2 separate regions of the Mus musculus genome follow, and region 1 is linked to region 2. A link is a contact called in public Micro-C data. All regions are on one chromosome and are shown on one strand. The core of a region is the stretch at or near the end of the contact, and the rest is flanking DNA. Distances in the headings are between cores, read along the strand shown. Region 1 holds the start of Cby3 (chibby family member 3). Region 2 holds the start of Rnf130 (ring finger protein 130).

Region 1 (2,700 bases), core at 151-2,650, 330 kb before region 2:
CGCTTGGCTCGCCGCCAGGCACTCAAAGGCCTCCAGGGTGAAGGTGGTGTGGGCCACGCGGGGCGCGCGGGTGTCTGGAACCCTGATGTTCTGGAATGGTGAAGGCGAGCCAGTGGCACTGCTGGAAAGCAAATGGCCTGTGAGCGGCCTGCTCAGGCTAGACTCTGCAGTTGTAGGCTAGTAGGGGAGCCCATTCCTGCATAGTCACACCAGCCGTGTTCACCAAAATTACCTCCCCGGGACCCTTTATCTAGGATGTAGGTGTGTAAGAGATAATGTAGGGCTGGGCAGTGATGGCACATGCCTTTAATCCCAGCACTTGGGAGGCAGAAGCAGGTGGATTTCTGAGTTCGAGGCCAGCCTGGTCTACAAAGTGAGTTCCAGGACAGCTAGGGCTACACAGAGAAACCCTATCTCGAAAAACAAACAAAAAAAGAGATAATGTAAAGGCCCAGAAACCACGTTCTCTGAAATGCTGGAAGAGACCACAGGTAGGGGGCCACAAGTAGAGATCAGTAGCCAAGCAAGTAGGACAGGCCTTTTCTTGCTGACAGCTGTGAGGCAAAGGGCTGTCATGTTCCAGATGCATGAAAGAGCCGACAAATAGGATTGGTTCCGAGAATAGCAGAAACGTAGGCTAGAAAGGTGAGCCAGAGGGCATTTTTCGGTACAGTACAGGGAAATTGAACATTGTGGTTGTCATTCTTTAAGGGAGGCTGCTGATGGCTGCAAAGTCAGGGTTAGTGTGAACTCGGCAGAGCATCTGTCTGGTGAGATGTCTAGCACATTCTAGCACTGGCACCTGCTCCATGCCAGGTCTGGCCTGCACAGAGGATACCACAAGCACAGCCTTTGTCTATCCTCAAGATGTTCCTGGTCCAGCTGGAAAGGCGTGTATTAACATCCAGTGTAATCAATGACATCATAGGACAGACAGGTAGGTGCCTTAGCCTAGACCCATACTTAGCTTTCAAGTAACTAGAATGCTGCACACTAGAGTTAACTTTTGTTCCTAGCCAACTACTGATAGGAATCTAAAGCCCAGATAACTACCAGAACCCATCTTACTTGCTTCCTAACTCTTCTCACAACACCTATAAAGTGCTGATTCTACAGTGTGGTTTTTCAAATACCTCTCCTGCCATCGAGGGCAGGAGTGAAAACTGCTGTCGGGTTTCCTTTGCCACACCTTCATTAAACCCAACAGAATTGTGCAGGTGGGCAGAGACAGGTGTTCTCCCCCACCCCCTGATTTAACTCATGGAGCGAGTCTCTGGAAGTCCCTACACATCCATCTTTGAGGTTACAACTTCCCCAGTAGACTGTTTCCTGACATTCCTTGTGAGTTGTTCCTCACCTGGAAGATGTGGTGGCGGTGCCCAAGCTGCTGTCCCAGGCCTGGCCCCATTTCTGGGTTATGGCACCCACCTGTCTGCCAGCTGTGACTCACAATGCCTCCCTGCCAGGCCTCCTAGGGTAGAGGTGGTGTAGACAGTGAAGTGTGTTCAGTTACGGGAAGTTTCCGGAGCATTGACTGTGCTCCAGGCACTGTTCTGGGGGAGGGAAGACGTTCAATCATAAAATCGCACCCCTCATTTTGTTTAAATCTTTGTTTTGATTTAGGTCCTTTTGAGACAGGATAGCCCAGGTTACCCTGTAGCCCAGGCTAGTAAGAATCCTCCTGAGCCAGTCAGTGGCAGCAGGTGGGTTTCAAGAGTTCGAGGCCAGCCTGGTTCAAGGCTGCCAGGGCTACACAGAGAAACCCTATCTGGAAAAACAAAACAAAACAACAACAAAGGGATCTGCCTGCTTCCTGCCTTAGCCTTCCAGCCGGATTATAATCATATGTTTCTGGCTTCTATGTGGAAGGTGGGAGTATGGGTAGTGTGACCTCTGGCCAAAAGCTAACCTCCAGTATCTTCTTGATCACTCTTCACCTTACTTGTTTGTTTACTTATTATAAACATAAAGGCAGGGTATCTTTATGGAGTCCTGGCTATCCTGGAACTAGCTCTGTAGACCAGGCTGGCCTCAGACTCACAGAGATCCACTTGCTCTGCCTTAGAGTGCTGAGATCAAAAGTGCACCAACCTGCCTGGTCTTCCACCCTATTTTTTGAGTCAGAGTCTCACTGAACCTGGAGTTAGCAGAGTCAAAAGGCCAGCTGGCCAAAAAGCTGTAGGGATCTTCTACCCCCACCTTTGCCAGGGAAGTGTCTTCTTGGAGTTGTAGTGACATCAAAGGTGAGAGAGAGCTCCCAGAGATGCACTCTGTGAACAAGGTGGGAGTTGGGTACCACTCGACTTCTGGCCAGCTATGAAAGTCATGTGTTGTATTAATGAAGATAGGGCAGAGGGATCTTACTCATTCTGTCTCTCCCTTAAGTTCCAGACAGACATTGCTGTACCCTGCAGATTGTGTGTGTCAGTGTCCCGTGTCAGCACTGGGGTTAGAGATGCAGGCTGCCACACTCACTCAATCCCATGAGAACTGGGGTTCTGCACTCAGGGTCTCAGGCTTGTGCAGCAGGCCCCTCCCTCACTGAGCCATCTCAGGCCCCTTACTTGGGTTTTTGGAGACCTGATCTCACTTTGTTAGCCTAAGCTGGCTCAAATCTCCTAGGCCTAAGTGATCCTCCTCCCATCTTAGTCTCCTGAGCAGCTCCAGCCTATAGGCTGTGGCACACAGTACCTTAAGCCA
Region 2 (2,700 bases), core at 7-2,506:
AGAGCATATTTTAATATTTTAGACTATAAAAGCAAACACTATTGCCTAGATTAGGTCATCTGAACACGAATAGCAATTTTGGTTTTTAATCCTCTCAACATTGTAAGGTGAGAACGGGAGGATATAGAAGATGGGAGACATCTCCCCGAAGTCCAGCCTGCCAAAGTCCCCAAATGTCACACTCCACGGAGAAATGTCCTTTAAAACACGGCCAGTAATTAACAAATACCAGTTTACACCAAATCATTAAGAATTCACAGCCAGCATACACAAAGGGAACGCCAAGGCTAAATCAAATGGCTTCAAAGACGATTCCTGATCATTTTACCTTTTTTCCTTCTGGATGGGCACCCGTGACCAAAGACTTGGCTACTAGTTCAGCTACTCTCACATTCTTTATAATGTGAAAATCTCTAGCGTTTCATGACAGCACAACTATCGGGGCCAGAGAAAACCAAAAGCAACAGGGACCCTCTCCCCTTAGCCACTACTGGGGGGAGAGGGAGGGGGAGGGGGAGTAGATGGGGGGGGGGGCTCTGATCCCTAGAGATTCACTGCAGTGTTAAATCCGTGGGATTTCAGGAACAAACCTACCGATTCCAAAAAACAGGTTAAGCATCTCGTCCACCATGAACTAGTTCTGCGCCCCTGCACCACCTCCTTTGTCTCAACTGTCCCTGAAAACTCGCATTCCAGTGCCCTCCAGTAAACAAGCTAACTAAATGAAAAAGAGGAGGACGTTCTAAGTCTCGCTCTCTTTTAGTTTTAGGGTGAAATGCAGCAGGGTTTCTGGAGCCTCTTTCCTCAGCGGGGAGCAGGCCAGGCTCCACAGCGCGAGGACCTCGAGCCCCCTGGGCCGGCGGCCGAACGGCGCGCAGACCCCCGGCCACGCCGCCCCCGCGACCCCCGCCCGGCTTCGGGCTTCGGCTCCGGCCTCACCTCCGTGGATGGGCAGCGGTGCCAGCACCTGGCCGCGGACCTCGGCCTTGGGTGAGTCGAGCCCGTAGCGCCCGCGGTCGATGCGGAACGTGAGCGGGGTGCCGCGGCCGGGCTCCTGCACCGTCACGTTGATGAGCGCCGTGTAGTACTCCTGGCTCGCGTTGTCCGCTCGCGTCGGCCACAGGCTGCAAGTCAGCAGGGCCAGCGCCGCGAGCCGGGCCGGGCCCGCTCGCGCCGCGCCGCTCATGGTCCCTCCGGCCGCCGCCGCCGCCGCCGCTCGCGGACCGGGCTCCGGGGCCGGTGCTGAGAGGCGGGGCGGGCGCGGCCCGGGCTGCGGCGGGAGCGCGCGCGCGCCTCGAAACGAGCCGGGCACGAGCACGGCCCTCCTCGGCGCCGCGGCTCCGCCGTTCGCCGCCCTCACGTCCGCGGCCCGCGCGCGAGTGCGCGCCCGTGGATCTCTCAGGGGAAGGACGGCGCGTCAGGCCGTGTGCTGTCAGGGCACCTGGAATGCCCAGGGACTAGGCCTGCGGACAGGGCCCCTGAGAGGACTCGGAGTGGTGGGAAGGAGTGGTCCCCACTGCTCGGGGAGGGTCAGCAACGCCGCCTCAGGCGCGTGCCCGCCGCCGCCCCATTCCCTCCAGCAGAGCGGCAACGCGCAAGCCCGATGCGCAAACCCGTCCGCTGCGCGTGCGCAATAGGCGCTGCCTGCTCCCGCCCTCCCGCACGAGGGCCAGGGGCGGTCCAGTCACCTGCTTGCTGGCACTGGGTTCAGTGAACTGCCCCGGGCTTCATACCCCGCTATGACCTGGATCTGTGAAGCTTTCCAAGAACCTATAGAGATGTTGGAGATACCACTAAAAGAAACTAAGCTAATCGTTAAGGTTTTAAATTAAATGTCTGTGAGAGCTAACATTTCCACTGGGTTGGTTGCATGCTGTACAATAATTGACATCAGTCGGGAGAGTGCCTTTGCGTTTGGGGCCCAGTAGACTTGGACCCAATAAGGCATCTGAGTGGTTAGCAAGGTCTGTTAGAGACGGATGTTAACTTCATCAGGTTGGTATGGTCCTCTTCCCCCACTCCCCCCTCCCCGCCCCCAGAATACCCAGAGCCACAGGCCTTCACTTCCTTTTTGTAAAATGGCATAGTACCACGGCATTTAACAAGGACTCTGCTCTGTTTCTTCAGTAATTGGGCCTCTCCTCACTGGGTGAAATGGACCCCAGTACCTATTCTCAGGATGAGACCCCGGAGGTGCCTGCCAAAGAGTCACAGGCTATGTTTGGAGCCTGCATCAGACTATCTCTAATATGAATCTCCTTTCCCCTCCCATTTGTTGGTCTAATCTTCCCTTTGCTAAAAATGTGTATGGTATTAGCAAGGGTTTTTAGTGTGTGGGGTGCTGATGCCCCTGACGAGAAGTGATAGAAGTCCACACACACCTGATACAAAACCAGGGTAGAGGAAGGAGTAAACAACGAAAATAATTTTATGGTTGGGGTCACTACAACATAAAGAACTGTATTAAAGGGTCACAGCATTAGGAAGGTTGAGAACTACTGGTGTAACAGTATATGGGAAATGAGAATGTAGTGTTTAGGGTACTTGGGTGTGGGGGGCTTCCTGGAGGATGTGGGCTGAAGTCTGAATAGAGCCCTCAGATGCCTGTCAGTGAGCTACCCTCATGCCCACCTTGACAGGGCCATTTCTCTATCTCTACCACTTTCTTTGTCTCTTAAACCTCTTTGCCTGTCTCTCTTC

What was found. A called contact is a pair of places that touch in the nucleus more often than the background predicts.
Region 1: a Micro-C map of embryonic stem cells shows a contact between it and region 2, with 3 times the contacts expected there. The contact joins the promoter of Cby3 here to the promoter of Rnf130 in region 2. A contact is called at or near these places in 5 of 39 promoter capture datasets (the C10 cell line, embryonic stem cells, hematopoietic stem and progenitor cells and 2 more), 3 of 484 Hi-C or Micro-C datasets (all in embryonic stem cells), 1 of 115 datasets of contacts at active chromatin or transcription factors (bone marrow-derived macrophages) and 3 of 9 other capture datasets (adipose tissue, embryonic stem cells and liver).

Annotation. Positions count from the first base shown.
Region 1 is chr11:50,356,461-50,359,160 of GRCm38.p6, reverse strand. It overlaps Cby3 (chibby family member 3), which reads right to left and starts at 1,400. Exons shown (of 2, transcript NM_029691.1): 1 at 1,358-1,400; 2 at 1-121. It overlaps Mir804 (microRNA 804), which reads left to right and starts at 1,282; the gene lies at 1,282-1,376.
Region 2 is chr11:50,023,887-50,026,586 of GRCm38.p6, reverse strand. It overlaps Rnf130 (ring finger protein 130), which reads right to left and starts at 1,256. Exons shown (of 9, transcript NM_021540.4): 1 at 940-1,256. The coding sequence starts at 1,186.